Linked DNA regions of Zea mays: region 1 is linked to region 2. Evidence: chromatin contacts called from public Hi-C data. All regions are on one chromosome and are shown on one strand. The core of a region is the stretch at or near the end of the contact, and the rest is flanking DNA. Distances in the headings are between cores, read along the strand shown. Region 1 holds the start of LOC100502252. Region 2 has its middle 97 kb from the start of LOC118476054.

The links. A called contact is a pair of places that touch in the nucleus more often than the background predicts.
Region 1: a Hi-C map of an unstated tissue shows a contact between it and region 2, with 2.6 times the contacts expected there. The contact joins the promoter of LOC100502252 here to the enhancer-like site in region 2. A contact is called at or near these places in 3 of 25 Hi-C or Micro-C datasets (ear, leaf and an unstated tissue).

What each region holds. Positions count from the first base shown.
Region 1 is chr1:140,971,610-140,978,264 of Zm-B73-REFERENCE-NAM-5.0, reverse strand. LOC100502252 reads left to right here and starts at 5,014. Exons shown (of 3, transcript NM_001196729.1): 1 at 5,014-5,284.
Region 2 is chr1:140,870,819-140,877,420 of Zm-B73-REFERENCE-NAM-5.0, reverse strand. No RefSeq gene overlaps it. Among protein-coding and RNA genes, the nearest start is that of LOC118476054, 97 kb to the right of the region's middle. Within about 2 kb of position 3,595, at least 2 of the 20 cell types and tissues checked have an H3K27ac peak or open chromatin away from gene starts, as enhancers often do.

The sequences.
Region 1 (6,655 bases), core at 3,765-6,264, 99 kb before region 2:
GCTAGATAGCACGAAAAATACTTACAACACAGGTCTCTATATATACACTTAGAGCCCCACAGTGTGGTGGGACCCTCGGGTTAGAATGATTCACTATTCTAGCGAAGGGAAGGTATTTTTCGGACCTTTGGCTAAAGGTCTTCGTTCACGTCACAGTCTAAATTTGTTACAAAGAAACAAATCAATACTGCGAGGGGCTACTGTTGGGGGCCTTCTTCTTCCGAAGGTCCTAAAAAACGCGACTAACCATATGATTTCAGTATGATATGGAGCATTACAGGAGGGCTTCAGCTTAGGGGTGAAGATCTAGCCCGAAGGCAATAAAAATGGACGACGAAGCTACAGCCGAAGAGCTTCGGCTTGATGTGATGACGAAGACCAAGTATGATGATGACCGAAAGGGGACAAAGACTATTCAATCCTTAATGATTCGTATTACACTTATAGATGAATGTCAAGGGCATGAATGTACATTAACTCGGGCTGTGTCCCGTGCCTATAAATAGATGAACAGTAGCACCATACTGTTCACACTGAATTGTAATCACTCTCTCGCGTTTCCATCTTCGAGCAAGCCGAAGGTACCAATGTAATATTAATACTGTCAATATTCATACATGTTTTATAGAATGTAAATATGTATGAATTAAGGAAATGTAGTTATTGTCTTCATCCTCTTACATTCTCATTTATATATTAAATGATGAAGGTAAGTCCTTCTTGACCTTCGTGTGATGAGCATTATTCCCATGTGGAGATAATGCTTCGAAGGACGAAGGTCCATAATAATTAACAATTGTGTTGCCTTGTTTTTGATCTTCAGCGTTTGAGAACAAGTGACCAACATGTCTCTTGTATAATGTTGCACTTCGACAATTTATTCTTCCGTTAGTTGTTTCCACGGAGCATGGTGAACAATGTATTCAAGATCTCCAAGAGGCGTCGCTTCGGGTATTGGCAGTGCTTTTCTCTCCAGCAGGCTTTCAAATTTTTGTTCTGATGGATTGGATTCCGAAGGTCTAGCCTTACCTAAATCAAAAGAAGCAACTTCATCAACAATCATTTTAGTCCCTCAACTTTGTCTTTTGAATTTTTTGTGGGTGCAGGCATCGCTACCTTTGAAGGCCTCAAAATAGCTTCTAGCATGTTGGCCATTCTTTTGCCTTTCCTAGGAGTTCCCTCTGGAACGGATGCTATCTTTGATAGCTCTTGCACCTTCGGCGGATCTTGAATCTCCGGTTGTTCTTCCACCTCGTGACCCTTTACTGAAGATGATTCCAAATGAATGGGCGGTAGGGCACTCACAACAGTTGCCTCGATTCCTTTTATCTCCTACTAAAAAATTCCAAAAGTAACATTAGACCAGTAGTGCCTTGATTCAAATCAAAGAAAAAGCGAAACATTACCTTCGGAGGCAAAGTGGTCTCTTCAACTACTTTGGCAGTTTCTGCCTTAGAAGTTTCAGTAGCAGGCAGCCTTACAGCTCGTTCCGAGTAATATGACTTTGCTCGGTGGGTTAAAACTTTTGCTCTCTTTTGCTTCGGCGCGGTGGAGGTGGTTGCAACCACACTTTTCCTTTTAACTCCTCTTTTCCGAGCAGGAAAGGTATAGTCTGGATACACAAATCCAATGACGTCAAACACCCTATTTAACCATCTTTTTCCCCGAGCACCAAAGGTAGTATTTATAGCTTCGTCTTCAGCCTTGGTGTACACCCCCAACAACTTGTCACTAGTCGCTTCAATGGCCTTAAGCCAATTGTCATCCGGCTCACCAAATTGATCCCTATAGTGGTAAGTATTTCCACCTTCGCTTGAACTAGTGTCGGTTTCCATCGGCATTTCCCACTTATTAACAAGAGGCCATACCTTGAAAGCTAAATGTTCTTGAACCAAATCCCTGGAACCGATATAGTTACACACGATGTTGAAGGCCACCAAACATACTTGAATCTTTTTAGAATTCACGATGGTAGGCCCCCTAATGCCGAAATGTGACTGAATGGGTCGTTGAATCACATCCTTAACATCCTCTCTCTTAACCAAGTCATTTTTAACATAGAACCACTGCTTCATCCAGGATCCTTGCCATTTTCCGAAAGGTTGGAACATGATGTCACGCATTAGAGCGATATGCGAAGGAATAGTAGCCGAAATTATTATAATATTGTTCCTTTCCAATTGCCTTTGTTGGTAAGATAGTTCGTGGATATTGCAGAAGCAATCAGCATCTGGCTCCAGCCCTTGGCTCCTCATAGCCCAGATAAAAATTCTAACTTTAACCAAAGCTTTAGGAGTAAGCTGATGAAGGAATATCTCAAAACTCTTCAGCACTTCGACTAACATTCTATGCAGGGAAAGCGTAGCCCAACCTTCATGAAACTTCGGAAAACCACTACTTTATTTGCCTCGGGAAGAGGAAAAGTGCTCTCTCCTCCGGCTCTCACTATGGATATATCATGAAAATATTTGCCCTTCATCATCTCAATTCTTACCTTTCTTACAATAGATTTTCCGAAGACAACATGGCTTGGCCTCCATGCCCGGTCTTCGGCATCATCTGCACCGCTATCAACATCAAAATCACCAATGCCTTCAGAATCCTCAGACAGTCCAGCAAGAACTTTGTTGGTTATTTTCTTAGTGTTGGTCCTTTCCATATCCTCATAAAACCTAGCCAATGCGGGGTCTTCGCTCCTCCTATCTTCGGCCATCTCAACTTTGATTAAGCAAAAAAACGAAGCTAGAAAACGGATGCAATTGCAATAGCTCAGAATAAACAGTGTAAGTTGGTAGCACGAAAAAATATTTTTTCACAACCCTCATATATATACAAAACACCACTACAAAGTGGCCCCCATAGTTCAGAAATTTTCGCTATTCTAGCAAATGGAAGGTGTTTTTTCGGACCTTCGGCATAAGGCCTTTGTTCGTTTCGTAGTCTGAGTTTGTTACAAGGAAACAAACTAATAATGTGAGGGGCTACTGTTGGGGGCCTTCGTCTTCCAAAGGTCCTCAAAAACATGGTTAACCATTGGTTATCAACATGTTGTCAAGTATTGCAGGAGCTTCGACACCAGAACACCTTCGATGCAGAACGATGGAAGGGCGACGAAGCTAGCTTCGTCATAACAACACAGGAAGACAATGTAAGAAGGTGTCATCCTGAATGTTGAAAGCAAAAAACAATGTTGCCCTTGTATTATTTGTAAATCTTGTGTGTAATCATTATGGGTATAAATGTAATTTCGTACGAATCTGTACAATTCCCTATAAATAGGTGAACTGTGCCCTGCATAAAGTACGTTTTTGGAGAACAACTGTATACTTGCTGCGTGTAATCTTTTCTCTAGAGTACCTTCGTTCTAACTCACTCTGAATAGCCGAACCAATTGAGAACAAGTGAGCAACGATTGCTTCACGCTACACTAGCATCGACGACCATGTGTTTACAAATAGCAAACCAATTAATTTGCTATTCGACAGGGGTAGAAGAGGATATTCTAGTGAAGATCTAAGACTTCCTTACCCCTGTGGTCTTTATGGTACTCAACCTATAGCTTGACATGAAGACACCACTTATCCTAGGGTCGCCATTCTTGAGTACTAGCAATGCAAGTATTGATATAGGGACTGGCCTTGTCCACCTCCACATCAATGCTAAGGAGTCATCCGCTTTCCAACCAAAAGTCGAACAGTGCAACTAGGTGAAAACCTTTCGTTGCAAAGCTCCATAGAGCGCTCTAGATTGGCAAGGTCGAATTGACACCACTGGAGCTAAAGATGGACAACCTCATAACTTCTATGAAGAAGTTAGTGGTCATCCGACAGATCCAAAATAGTGTTTGACCATGAAAGGTATCTTTCAATGCAGAAACTCAAAATTATGGTCAACCTTAGCAATGTTTTCTACTTTATAACATGTTGGTCGGTTCCTTATGGCCATCCGATGTAGTGCTTGCCTAGGTAGTCGAAGCGAAGGTGGTGCGAACAGGGATGTCAATAGGTCGGGTTTGGGTTGGGTGGATCAAAGACCTACCCACGATCGCGCCCGTGTAGTCTACCTAACTCGCCCGCGATCGTACCCACGAGTGCAATTCCAAATCCGCACCCGAATTTGTCAGGTTTTGGGTCGTCCACGAGTCTTTACTCAGTGTACACTTTTAAATAATAATTCAGCTATAGACAATTAAGTACCAACAATAATTAAATTACATCTATGGCTTTTTAAGCCTTCTCGTGTTGAGCTATAATAAAACATTTAATGAGTCATTATCCAAGTTACTCATTAAAATAATTTCTATTGTATCTTAATCATTTTTGTGGAAAATAAAAATAAACCAATTTCTAGGTCAGGTGTGGATCACCCGCAGGTTAAAATAGAAACCCACACCCTCGCCCGTGAAACTTCTATGGGTGCGGGTGCAACCGTTGGTCAAAATCTTCACCGATATTTACAACTGTCGGGTGTTAGTCTTGGACCGAACAAATGAGAGATGAGTGTAAGAAATAATGAGAAGGATACACATGAATCAAGGGCCAAATCTCTCACTTCTCTCTCCCTTTTCACAGAGGAGGTGGGAGAGAAGGTTTTTATTGTTTTTCCTAGTGAAATTTGTATTTATAAATAAGATTCTAGAGCTATAAATGTCTCTTAATCATTATTTTACAAGTCTCTGGACTATATAAAAGGTGCTTGATTTCTAGGGACTAATTTTTAATCATCTCTTTTTAGTCTCTAAATTACCTGGAGGTGTTTAATTTCTAGTGACTAATTTTCAATCCATCTATTTTTAGTCTTATGGGGTGTTTGTTTTCTAGAGACTAATTTTTAATCCATCAATTTTTAGTTTAGATTAAAAAATAGTCCCTAAAAATCAAACACCCCAATTCTAAAAAAGTTTTTTAACATGCAATACATCGCTAACACAGAATTTAAAGCATCTAAGCAAATAAAAAAGGGAATAGTATGAACTTTTATTTGGTGGTCCATCGAGAGCCCATTAGTCCAGCACGAACCCAAGTTCCACCAGAGCCACACGTTTTCACTGCTCCCACGAAGGCACACCGCACACAGCCGCGGCCTGCAGGCGACGGTGACGGCGGCGGCGGCGCTCCATCCTCCGCCCCTTCCCTTACTCGCGTTCGGCACGCAGGCGACGGTGACGGCGGCGGCGCTCAGGATCGGGCTCTCAGCGACGGCGGCGGCGGTTTTCCCTCCCGGCTCTCGCCAGTCGCCTCGCGCTCTCGCCTCCGGTCCTCCGAACGCCGGCCGGTGACCCTGCGTGCGTGCCCCTCTCTCTCTTCCCGCCTCCGGTGGATCGTCAACGGCGCCCAGCCCCGGCGGCTGCGCCGCAAGCGGCCTGAGAGCAGCGGGAGCCAGCAGCCGCTGCTCCACCAAGGCAGTCTCGCCGCTTTAGGAGCGCTTATGCCCCAAAGCGAAACGTTACCCGTCCTCTTAGCGCTTCCGCGCGCTGAAGCGTGCGCTTAGTGCCACTTTTTGGAACCCTGGGTATTATGTTTGTTGTTGGGCTTGCGAACAGTTCAGAACGAAAATGCATCATTTATTTTGGAAACAAGACTTCATTGCTGACACGTTGTCCATTTTTCAGTTATATGTATAGATGAGTAAACAATGTCCAGCCCACAGTTGACAACTTAATCCTCAATGAATGCCTCTCACAACACTTGTATGAGGATTTAACAGCTTACATAATCAGTAAGAAAGTTTAGAGAGGAGTTGTACATATATTAAGACAAGACAAACTAACAGAAATTGACGTCTGAAAGCAATTGAACCCCTTCATGTTTAATCACTTTGATCAATTGTTGTTCATGTCTGGAAGCACAATGAAGATTTCTTGAGTTAACTTCCATACCTCACAAGTCCTGGCACATCGAGTATATTTTCACAATAATCAAATGTGCATTGGAGGGGAGAATACAACTTAAATGATTATCTTGCATGAATGATGGGTTTCTAAGATTATATTGTTTTAACTCTTAGGCTCTTAGCATTTATGTATATTTCCATGGTGAAACAGTTCGATGCAGAATTGCAGACATGTTTTTTTCTTGGTAAAAAGTGGTTACTTGAAATCCTTAGGTCAATATTTTTTGTTGATTCATTTCATAGTCAAGTTCGCTAGAACAACGAACTTGGTTACAGATACGTTAGCTCAATAGCCTAGACATGAAATTCATTTGTCACCCTTTTCTAATTGAGGGTTTAGCAGATACACATTTGATTGTTTATATATTCTTATACAAAGTGAATAAAATCATTCTTTTGTGTTCGAGACTTGCAAACATTAATAGGCTGTTTGGTTTGAGAAATGAGCTAGTCCATCATTTTCTCACTTCTCAATTTTTTTGTTTGGTTTGTGCAATGAAATGAGTTGATCCATCACCACCTCATTCATTATAGTTTTTTTGTTTGGTTTGTGGAATGAAATGAGTTGATCCATCATCATCTCATTCTTTATAGTTAATTAGTTAGTACTAATATGAGAAATGAAGCCATCCCACCAAATTTGAGGAATAGACCCATGATGCACCATCTCATTTTGAATGGAGCCTCAAACCAAACACCCTATAAGTGTATAGTTCTTCGATTTTATACTTAAATATCTACTGAGATTAGTGTTGTTGCCCTT
Region 2 (6,602 bases), core at 2,346-4,845:
TGGTAATGTTTTGCCAAAAGTCAAAATATTGAAGTCATAGAGTTTTCCAAAACAAACAACTTTCAAGTGTAGAGAATTCCAAGTTTTATAGCAAAAAGTAGAGAAAAGCTCACAAGTAGTTTTGACCTAGGGTTTGGGTTTCTGAAAATGCTAGCAACTAGCGTATTTGGACCCTTATAACTTTTGATCTATGGATGCTTTGAAGATGATCACTGTATCAAATCTGTAGAGATCTACTAGGCGCACAAGTTTGATTAAGTTGCCCAGCCATAAAACCATATGGAACTGCTTGAAAAACTTGCTGAAAGGTGGCATGTTAGAAGCTGAATTTCAGACTTGGTGTAATCTCTGAAACTGAAGAATTTATGTTTTGAAGCCACTTTGAAAGTCTGGTAGTGTCAAATCCATACAGTTCTGGACTTCTAGTATTATAACAAAGTGGAATACCACATGTTGGTGTATAACTTTGATTAAAAGTCCTGCCCCTAAAGGTGTATAGAACTGGTATAAAACTTGGTCCAAATATCCTATACTTTAATCTGAATTCCCAGACTTAGTACAAATTCAGGCTCTGTAATTGTGTGTTTGGGCTAGACTTGAAGCTCTTTACTGTTCTATCCATAGGGTTTTGGTTAGTGACCATTATATCAAAGTTGTAGAGTATCTATCAGGGTACAAGTTTGTTTAAGGAAGAGGGGCTTGGTACTACATAAAAAGTGGAGTAAATGGCTCTTGAAGATGGAGTGTTAGACTTCTGAAAGTTTCAGATGGTGAATAGTAACTGAAACTAAGTTCAGTGAATTTGGCTCAACATGGAAATTCATTTGTGGTTGATTGAAAGAGCTTTGAGCCAGGGTACTTATAGCAAATTGGTAGACCATAGTAAGGAGAGCAAACTTCTTATGGGCTATAAAGTTTGGTACTACACAAATATATGAGTAAAAGGCTCTCCAACTTGCTCTATCAGACTTGGTGGAAGGGATCAAATTCAGTTCACTGAATTTTGAGTCCAGTGATTTTGTGCTCGACTTTGGGGCAATGTAGCTTGTGATCTAGGTGTTATTAGCTCTAGAATGTTATAACAAAGTGATAGACCAATACTTGGTGAACAAGTTTGGAGTGGTGAGCATGGTCCGCTCTTCTACAGAATTGGGAGAAAAGGGGAGGTGAAAACTGGGGTGCAGTCGACTGAAGAAGATTAGGTCAGTGAAAATATCTGAAGAAAAGATCTCTCTCCACTAGAGTTTCTAGTTGTTTCTTGGCAAAAGGTTGGTAGAAATAGAGTTACCCTGAGGGGGGTTCACCTGGTATAGCTCCACCATATTGAAGAAAAAGCTGAAGACTTGAAGACCTATCTAGAAGTGATTCAGCTGCTTGACTATTTGGTGTGTTGTCCAACATGCAGTGAATATGTGTTCATGGGTTTACTGTGTTTCACCTCTACGTGGTGACCATGCAGGAGATAAGTGGTGATCAGTGGAGATCATAAGACCTAGTTGGAGAAACTTTACTCTTAACCCCAAGACTGGAAATTGTGATCTGGTAATGTTTTGCCAAAAGTCAAAATATTGAAGTCATAGAGTTTTCCAAAACAAACAACTTTCAAGTGTAGAGAATTCCAAGTTTTATAGCAAAAAGTAGAGAAAAGCTCACAAGTAGTTTTGACCTAGGGTTTGGGTTTCTGAAAATGCTAGCAACTAGCGTATTTGGACCCTTATAACTTTTGATCTATGGATGCTTTGAAGATGATCACTGTATCAAATCTGTAGAGATCTACTAGGCGCACAAGTTTGATTAAGTTGCCCAGCCATAAAACCATATGGAACTGCTTGAAAAACTTGCTGAAAGGTGGCATGTTAGAAGCTGAATTTCAGACTTGGTGTAATCTCTGAAACTGAAGAATTTATGTTTTGAAGCCACTTTGAAAGTCTGGTAGTGTCAAATCCATACAGTTCTGGACTTCGAGTATTATAACAAAGTGGAATACCACATGTTGGTGTATAACTTTGATTAAAAGTCCTGCCCCTAAAGGTGTATAGAACTGGTATAAGACTTGGTCCAAATATCCTATACTTTAATCTGAATTCCCAGACTTAGTACAAATTCAGGCTCTGTAATTGTGTGTTTGGGCTAGACTTGAAGCTCTTTACTGTTCTATCCATAGGGTTTTGGTTAGTGACCATTATATCAAAGTTGTAGAGTATCTATCAGGGTACAAGTTTGTTTAAGGAAGAGGGGCTTGGTACTACATAAAAAGTGGAGTAAATGGCTCTTGAAGATGGAGTGTTAGACTTCTGAAAGTTTCAGATGGTGAATAGTAACTGAAACTAAGTTCAGTGAATTTGGCTCAACATGGAAATTCATTTGTGGTTGATTGAAAGAGCTTTGAGCCAGGGTACTTATAGCAAATTGGTAGACCATAGTAAGGAGAGCAAACTTCTTATGGGCTATAAAGTTTGGTACTACACAAATATATGAGTAAAAGGCTCTCCAACTTGCTCTATCAGACTTGGTGGAAGGGATCAAATTCAGTTCACTGAATTTGGAGTCCAGTGATTTTGTGCTCGACTTTGGGGCAATGTAGCTTGTGATCTAGGTGTTATTAGCTCTAGAATGTTATAACAAAGTGATAGACCAATACTTGGTGAACAAGTTTGGAGTGGTGAGCATGGTCCGCTCTTCTACAGAATTGGGAGAAAAGGGGAGGTGAAAACTGGGGTGCAGTCGACTGAAGAAGATTAGGTCATTGAAAATATCTGAAGAAAAGATCTCTCTCCACTAGAGTTTCTAGTTGTTTCTTGGCAAAAGGTTGGTAGAAATAGAGTTACCCTGAGGGGGGTTCACCTGGTATAGCTCCACCATATTGAAGAAAAAGCTGAAGACTTGAAGACCTATCTAGAAGTGATTCAGCTGCTTGACTATTTGGTGTGTTGTCCAACATGCAGTGAATATGTGTTCATGGGTTTACTGTGTTTCACCTCTACGTGGTGACCATGCAGGAGATAAGTGGAACATGTTGGCCCTCTTTTATCCTCTGCATATGGTCCCAAAGAAGCTACAGCCAGGCTGCAGCAGCTATGCCTTGTTATGGCATATGAAAGCACAAACTGAAATCCACTATGCCCTAGCTGATTCCATAGTTTCTCCACCGTGCCACACCATTCACATACATCTAGGGTAAGCCCTCAAACCTTATCCACCCCTCTATTTCACTAAGAAGGCCAGAACACCGAGTAGGCACTGGCAGTGGTGACCACACCCACCGAATCCTCCACCTCCCCGTGGTCAGTCTTCCCTTGAAGGTAATATGTTCGAGTTGTTCGTGTTTTCTAACCCCTATGTGATGGTGATGCTCACGGCATTAATCTTTTGAATGCTAATATTATTCTGGCCAGAACCCCGACAGGTTTGTCCAGGACGCCACTGCGAACCACCTTTGCGTGGACTGACTAAACCATGCCCTTCTCGGGCAAACTCATGTGAGCACCGTGCGCTTGATAGATCACCGATACTCACCATAGCCTTGGGTTGAACGCTACCATGCTCTAGACCTAGATTCGAGCTCACCGGAGCTCGTTCTCCGCCGTCACCATGGCTGGAGATGTTGTACGTTACCCCATTCCAATTAACCGAGGGAAAGTGAAGGGTTAGTCTCATAGATTCGATCACTGTGCTCAGTTTCTCTAGAAATGGTCACCAGCGGTGAGATGGGTACGCGTGGCCAGGTGTTCGACATGTGCTCAGCGGAGTCGGGATCTGGGATGAGAAAGTGTAAAAGAACAAAAACAAAAGGGCCTCAGTGCACATGTCAGTGAGACATAGGAATAGGTCACATGACTCTTGTTCGGTTAGCCAATCTAGCAGGGCCTAAATGAAAAGGGCCTCGGTTCACAATTACGGGTGAATGATCCTTAGAAACAAACGAGTTTATCGAAACTCGGCACCCTGAGTAAGTTATCTGATTCACATACATATCCATCCGAGGCTTTAAAGGCAAGGATTGGTATACGTGGGACCGATAATTTGGTTGGGTTGTGACACCGTCCACCGCTACCGAGTGCTCCTCCTGCCACCACTCCACCGCCGCCGTCGGGCCCTTCTCCATCAAAAGGTTAATTTTTATTGTGTATTTTATTGCATATTTTTGGCGACAATTATTTAATAGCCGCCGAAATTAGTATGTATTTGTAATTGTGCTTGTTTCATTAGGTATGTGATTAGTATTATTGTTTAGTTTTATTCCATTAATGTATTTGTGGCATATGTGGTTCAGTGATTAGTGGCATATTGTATTTATGGCATTACTTTTATATTAATATGTGGTGTGGGAACATCATGGTGAGGTAGTACCCAATCTAAATGTAGAAGAGGAGAACAATGATTGGGCTTGCGGTGATGCGATGCATGAGATGCTAGATTCGCTACATCCAGAGTTAAACCTAAGCTCCAAGGATCCTGCCACACGAGATGTTTCGAGATTTTTTAAAATACTAAAAGACTCTGAAGAGCCCTTGCATGAAGACACAGATGTGAGTATACTCACTTTTGTGATTCGGCTCATGGCCATTAAGTCCAAGTATTTTTTTCTCGAACAACTGTTATAATGAGATTTTAAAGTAATTCGGTGATTTGCTGCCAAAGCCCAATAAGTTGCCTAAAGACATGTACCATTCAAAGACAATTATCAAAGGCTCGATATGGATTATGAAAAGATTGATGTGTGGAAAAATAATTGTATGCTTTTCATGAAGGAGCATGTAGGAGAGAAAAAGGTCTGAAATGTGGACAATCTAGATTTGTGGAAGTTTTTAATGATGAGGGTGACAAGGTGATGACAGATGTTGCACATAAGTAGCTTTGCTACTTGCCACTAACTCCTCGAGTGAAACAGTTGTTTCTATCGAAAAAACCGCGATGCACATGCGATGGCACAAAGAAGGTGTCCGAGAGAATGATGAGCTAATGGTGCACCCTTCAAATGGGGATGTTTGGAAGGCTCTCGACACGTTTGATCCAGACTTTGCAGCTGAATCGAGGAATGTTTGAATCGGCTTCGCGACCGATGGCTTCACACCTTTTGGTCAAATTGCATCTTCATACTCTTGTTTGCCCATCTTTGTTATTCCATACTACCTTCCACCTTCTCCTTGTATGAAGTATGAATTTATATTTCATTGCTTAATCATACCTGGCCTGGACCATCCTGGAAAAAAACTCAATGTCATGTTAAAACCCTTGATTGAAGAGTTGAAGGAGCTTTGGTAAGGAGTCAAAGCATACGATGTTTTAAAAAAATAGATATTCAAACTTTGAGTTACGTATTTGTGGTCAGTGCATGACTTCATGGTTTATGCTATTTTTGCTGGTTGGAGTACACGTGGTAGATTGACATGTCCATATTGCGGTTCAGATACAGATTGCTTCTGTCTTGCTCATGGTGGAAAGATCACTTACTTCGATTGTCATCGATGTTGGTTGCCATGGAAACACCCCTTTAGGAGCGATAATAAAAACTTTATAAAGAACACTCTGGTCACAAAAGGACCGCTAAAACATCTAAACACAACAGAAGTTTATGCTCAGCTGAACAATATGCTCAGCTGAACAACCTTGTCCCAAATGAAAAGGGGTACAAGTACCAAAGATTTGAAGTGGACCACAACTGGACACATGTATGTGTCCTGTGGAGCTCCCTTATATGCCATCATTGATTCTTGTGCACAAGATTGATGTCATGCACCAAGGAAGTAATTTTGCTGATGCCCACACACACACCTGCATGCATTTTGAAAAAACAAAGGACAATCTGAAAGCTCAAAGAGATCTAGCAATGCTTTGTGACCGACCAACCCAAGTGCTCAATGACCACGGCAAGCTGCCACGTGCCTTGTTCTGTCTTACCTCTAAGGACAAGATCGAGGTGATGAGATAGATGAAAAAAATTAAATTTCCAGATGGTTATGTTGTGGGCTTGAAAAGAGTTGGTTAAAGAGCCATGACTTCCATATATTAATGGAGAGGATTATCCCTGTCATGTTTCGTGGTTACATGCCCGACACCATGTAGCAAGCAATAGCTGAGCTATGTTATTTCTAAGTCAGATCTTTGCAAAAGCAATAAGTAAAAATAGGATGGAGAAGTTGGAGAAAGAAATACCAGTGTTGCTATGCAAGCTAGAAAAAATATTCCCACCTGAATTCTTCAATCCAATGCAACATCTAATTATTCACATTCCATATGAGGTAAAGGTTGGTGGACCTATACAATATAGGTGGATGTATCACATTGAACGTGCACTAGAAAACCCGTGAGCCATGGTTTGAAATAAGGCCAGAGTAGAAGGATGCATCGTCGAAGCTTTTTTGCTAAAGGAGGTTTCATATTTCACGAGTGTGTATTTCGCAGTGGAACAAAATGTCTATGCTCCTACGATGCGATACAATGTTGATGAGGAACCTCCTGCCAGTGATCGTAAAATTTTCCAATGGAGAGGCATAAGTACTTGTAAGGGCATGATCTACTGCCTTAGCACGGAAGAACGAATGTTCGCATTGCTATACATGTACTTGAATATGGAAGAGATGGAGCTATATTTCATGTGA